Regions from separate parts of the Zea mays genome. Here region 1 is linked to region 2. The links are chromatin contacts, called in public Hi-C maps. All regions are on one chromosome and are shown on one strand. The core of a region is the stretch at or near the end of the contact, and the rest is flanking DNA. Distances in the headings are between cores, read along the strand shown.

What was found. A called contact is a pair of places that touch in the nucleus more often than the background predicts.
Region 1: a Hi-C map of ear shows a contact between it and region 2, with 2.5 times the contacts expected there. The contact joins the promoter of LOC103632915 here to the promoter of LOC100281504 in region 2. A contact is called at or near these places in 4 of 25 Hi-C or Micro-C datasets (ear, leaf and tassel).

Annotation. Positions count from the first base shown.
Region 1 is chr7:136,203,013-136,205,712 of Zm-B73-REFERENCE-NAM-5.0, forward strand. LOC103632915 reads left to right here and starts at 1,369. Exons shown (of 7, transcript XM_008654625.2): 1 at 1,369-1,759; 2 at 1,826-1,933; 3 at 2,032-2,312; 4 at 2,432-2,700. The coding sequence starts at 1,582.
Region 2 is chr7:136,037,589-136,040,518 of Zm-B73-REFERENCE-NAM-5.0, forward strand. It overlaps LOC100281504, which reads right to left and starts at 1,269. Exons shown (of 7, transcript NM_001368021.1): 1 at 923-1,269. The coding sequence starts at 1,182.

The DNA.
Region 1 (2,700 bases), core at 119-2,618, 170 kb after region 2:
ATTTGAGTTCGCTCCTAAACGATATCCGCATTGATTGAGCAACTCTTAGCAAGAGAAACATTCTTTTGACTTGAGTTTAATTCTAACGCTTAACCCCTGGCTTCTAGTGCGTGTTTAAAGTTATAGATTTTAGGTTTCGTCTATTCACCCCCCTCTAGGCGACTTTCACACTTTCTTTGCAAAACTTAGTTAATAGCCAAAACAAAGTGCTAGAAACAAAAATGAGGGTATGTGCAACTTATCCAAACGCTTAAACCTTGTGTTTATGATGATTTGCTCAAAGTTAAACTTTTGGCCCTCCAATTCAACTCATTTGGATGTGTTGTTTTCGATTTGCATTTTATGAATCTCTGCTCATGCTTATATAGAGAGTGTTAGTTTAAAGCGGTGTGTTGAGGCATTTAATCACCAAAACATCTAGAAATGGACAAACGACACATTTATCTTTCAATCTCCCATTTTTTTGGTGATTTATGTCAACACACCTAAAGCAATTCAACCCTTACCAAATATGAGCCAATAAATGCAAACTGAAGATTAAACTAAAAACTAGGTAATGGGGTGCGGGTCTGTTGCGGTAGGTCGAGCATATTATTATAGACTGAAAGCCTAAATTTGAAAGCATCTATATGTTGGCTGCGCTATTTGAAATTACTCTGTAACCACAGCCCTGTGAATATGTGAAACAAAAGTATTGATTCCCAAGTGTGACATTCTACGCAGCTACGTTCGGAAGAAAACAAACGGCGCAAATATTGGCCATGTATATATGTTGCTTGTGCCATGGGTCTCGTACAGTTTTGAAACGGATGCTCTGCTCTCTCGCCATTAATCATACATCTGGTGGCCTCCGCGAACATATGCAAATCGCCATGGGTTACCTCCCAAACCACCATGCATCCTTTTGTTAATAAGAGAGTGCTCAGTAGACTACACTACAACAAGAAATCATTGCCATCTTCCGCTGGTCTGTTCGGATGGACCAAAGACTACACTACAACAAGAAATCCTAACGGCCCCGCTTGCTTTTGTTTGTTAATATAAGAGAGTGCTCGATCAGTAGACGGCAGCACCCGATCAAGAGAAGAGAAGAAGGAGAAAAATAATGCCGGCAAGAGCATGTCCTTTCCCATGGAAACCATTGCCATCTTCCGCTGTTCGTTTGCACTCGAAACGTAGCCAATGAAGAATCCAAAATAACTGCCATTTCGAAAAGCTTCTCGAGGCCCTTCCCTTCACCAGGGACCCTATATATAAACCCCATGCATGCCAAGGGAGCTGTACGTAAATCACGCACAGACAGACATCGATCTCATCACGCCGTACTACCTAAAGATGAGGAGCAACAACCTCTTGTACGTCTCGCTGCTCATCGTCTGCGCCGCTGCACTGCAGTTGCAGTTGCATTTGCGCGCAGACGCGTCCCAAGAGGGGGATCAGCTGAAGAAATTCATCCGGTCCAGGCGGGACAGCAGTACTCGTAGTCGTATCGACGACAAGGGCGCGTTTAAGGTGAGTAATAACGTCGTCGGCGGCCTCCTGAGAGCAGGCGGGTACTCCGGCAGCGAGCAGAGCGCGCTGATGAAGGCGGGCGACAAGATCGCTGCGCTGCCGGGGCAACCGGACGGCGGCGTCGACTTCGACCAGTACAGCGGGTACGTGACCGTCGACGAGAAGAACGGCCGGGCGCTCTTCTACTACTTGGCGGAGGCGCCGCGGGGTGCCGCGTCCAAGCCGCTCCTCCTGTGGCTCAACGGAGGTAGGGAGAGGAGGGATTAACAGCAATTAACTTGGTATAATTAAATAATTAATTAACTGTCCACAGGGCCGGGATGCTCGTCGTTTGGCATCGGAGCGATGCAAGAGCTCGGCCCGTTCCGCGTAAACAGCGACAACAAGACGCTGAGCAGAAACAAGAATGCTTGGAACAACGGTATGCATGTACCATGTAGTATATACGCCGTATAGTACGCGAGAGTCTGCTTCGATCACTTTTGTTGTGCTCAAGTTGGCAAGTCGTTGTGCATGTAGTGGCTAACGTGATCTTCCTGGAATCGCCGGCGGGTGTTGGGTTCTCCTACTCCAACACATCCTCCGACTACGACCTCAGCGGAGACCAGAGGGCAGCGGACGACGCGTACCTGTTCCTGGTGAACTGGCTGGAGCGCTTCCCGGAGTACAAGAGCCGGCCGTTCTACATCTCCGGGGAGAGCTACGCCGGCCATTACGTGCCCGAGCTCGCCGCCACCATCCTCATCCAGAATTCCTACGACGACGCCAAGACGGCCATAATAAACCTGCGGGGCATCTTGGTACACACTACACACACACCAGCTGCTATAGCTGATCGATGATGTTTAATCTTCTTACTATACTTAATTATTATAAATCTACATGCATGCATGCATGCATGCATGCGTTTAATTTTTAGGTTGGGAACCCACTCCTGGACTGGCGCATGAACTTCAAGGGCCAGGTTGACTACTACTGGAGCCACGGGTTGATGTCGGACGAGGTGTTCGCCAACATAACCAGGCACTGCGACGACGACTCGGACTCGGACGTGGGCGCGTGCGATGGCGCCGTGCAGGCGGTGGACGCGGGGCAGCTTGATTACTACAACATATACGCTCCCGTCTGTGTTGACGCGGCCAACGGCGGGTCGTACTACCCCACCAGTGCACAGTTACCTGATCCGTG
Region 2 (2,930 bases), core at 19-2,518:
TGAATGGACCCCCCAATCAGCTGATGCATCGCCACTGCACGAGTCTATCTTATCTGCTCCTCCTGCGTGCCTGTGGTCTGCAGTCTGTAGCACGCACGGTTTCATACTTAGATTTGTTTGCCCCCACAGCCTATCGGCTGTCGCAACTTCTAGCTTCCACAGTCCACATTCCGAACCCAGCTCATGTATAGAAACGGCTCACCTTGTGAACGACCATCGTTTGGAATTCATTTTTTAGTAATATATACTCATCCATTCGTAGTTAGTTTAGCTCTTAATTTTTATGTCCATATTCAAATATTTGAAGATAGATTTAAACATATATATACTAAATATTGTATAAACCGATTAATTAACTAAAACGAATTTTAATATGGAATGGAGGGAGTATAAGAGTCATGGGTTTAAACCCTCAAGAAACGAGAGTGTATGTGCAGATCATCTCCAAATAGGTGTCTCAAAAATAATTTCCCAAAAATTAAAATACTACATCATTTAAAGTGTTCAGGGCACTGAAAATAAATTGAGCTCCAATCGTTAAGCTCTATATCATGTATTTAAGAAAGTAAATTGCATTATTAGAAAAGAAAAATGTTGATAATGATATAGAAAATATGAATATGACATTAATATGAGGTGTGGTGTATTTAGGTCACTTTATAGTGTGTCCTATATTTTTTTATATAAACATTTGTAACATAAGATGTTGTTGGAACTGCTAGTTTCTATGTACTTATAGGGGTGTGTGACCGTGTGATACTTACATGTATTAAGCTAATATATAGAGAGAGTTAGTGGACTATGACCACCAGTTAGCCTCATTATTAACTCATATTAGCCTTCCTTTGAAAAATGACTGGACGTGCAACAAGCAAAATAGTTTGTATATGTGCATGCACACGAAGAAGGTCAAGTCACAGACCTGGCGGCGAGCCTGTCGTGGAAGGTGCGGCGGCGGATGGGGCACCAGCGCACGGACTGCGTGATGACCCAGTAGAAGCCGAACCAGAGCTCCGCCGCGAGCATCCCCAGCCACGCCGCCCTGCCGCCGGAGCCGGCAGCCGGGACGTGCGTCGCCCTGTAGCAGAGCAGCAGGCATATCCCCAGGAACACCGTGACGGCGTGGAGCCTGTAGAGCGCCCGGCCACCGTGCTTCTCCGTGGCGAACAGCCTCTCCTCCATTTCGACTTCTCCGGTCCGGAGCACGACTGCTGCAGCTGATGAGCAGGAGCCGAATAATAATAATAATAATAATACTGATGAGCCGAGGACCGGAGAGCAGCAGCGGGTGGCGTATATAAAGCCGATGGATCGTGTGTCATTGGCTCGCTGCCGATACGTACGCCGACAGGGGCGGCTAGCGACCGATGCAGCTAATCGTTGCAGAGACGGCACGTGCACTGAGGTGTTCAGTGTAAGTGACAGTGTCAGCGTAAGGCTGTCTTCACCGATTTTCTATTTCAAACTCTACTGTTTATAATTATTTATTATGTAGAATAGTATAGTATTTTATATGATCATGTACATGATATGTTGAAGACAGTAAACATCGTTATCTAGAGTATACAATCTCAATCTGCTGAAACTTATAGTAAATATTAATACAATATGTACTTTCTAATACCATATTTTGTTAGAAATATAGGCATTTTCCGTATTATTTTAATTCCATAAATTAACATTATGATGATGACATATAAAATATGTTTAATCATAGAAATCATTATCTCAAATATATCCATAACAATATGGATCAAGAGAACATGAAACATATGAATCATATAAATATAATAAGCATATAAACATGAAACATGTATTATTATGGAACAACTGAAAATAAACAGATAGCAACATAAACAGCATGACTGTAAAATTAAGACAAACAGATTTATCATATTACTAGTATGATCAGGCATCAGACATGTTATGATATAATACGACAAAACAGATTGAATAAATTTACGGCTATAAATAAAACAGCAGGTATGAACATATATAATTTGCAGAATGAAAAACAGTAAGGAGATGAATTGATCATACCCTCCCATGCGCTCCGAGGATCTAGATCCTTGTCCAACTTCACTTGTCATGTCAGCAGGAGGAAGACTTTGGGCAGTCGCGTAGACGCTCCCCAAAAACCTAATTGCCGATCCCTCGTGCAAGGTCTCGAACGGCAAGGGCTCCGGAGGCACCTGCCCTCTCGCTTCTCTGTGCGCGCAGAGTCACGAGATGGAAATACCCTCACTCGGCTGCTGGACTGTGTTCTGAAAGTGTTTTCTCTTGTGTACCGAGTGACAGGGGTGCTCCTCTATTTAACCTCTCGCAGAGGGAAGCTGAAGGAGAAAGGTCGCCGAGTCACGCCAAGAGTCGGCCAGCTCTAGCCGAGTTATGCCATGAGTCGGCCAGCTCTCGCCGAGTCACGCCATGAGTCGGCAGCTGAAGGAGAAGGGTCACTCGGCTGGCTGACGAAGAGACAGGGTCACTCGGCTGACGTACGCGGTTAGTGAGTGCTAAAAATTAACACAACCACACCACGCCCGCTCGCCTGCTTGCCTGCCTGCCTGCCTGCCTGCCTGCCTGCCTCGCCACGCCACGCCCGGCCCGGCCCGGCCGGCGGCGGCGGCAGCGCGCGCGCGCGTGTGGCACGCCCTTGTCCATTTCTTGACTTCTCAAGTTAAGTGGAATAAATCCCACCATATAAGTCAAGGCAAAAGACCCTTGGACTTCCAATATGGTACTATTGGTATTCTCCACCATTACACACCATAGAGTTTATTCAATAAATGGGCCAAGCCCATAAAAGATCCAACAATCCCCACCAAACTCTAGGGTTTGTAATGATGAAGTATCAGAATCACAATCCTTTGATATACCAGTGTTTCGATGGAGACTGTTAAGTTGAACATCCATCTAGAATAAGAGTTTCACTC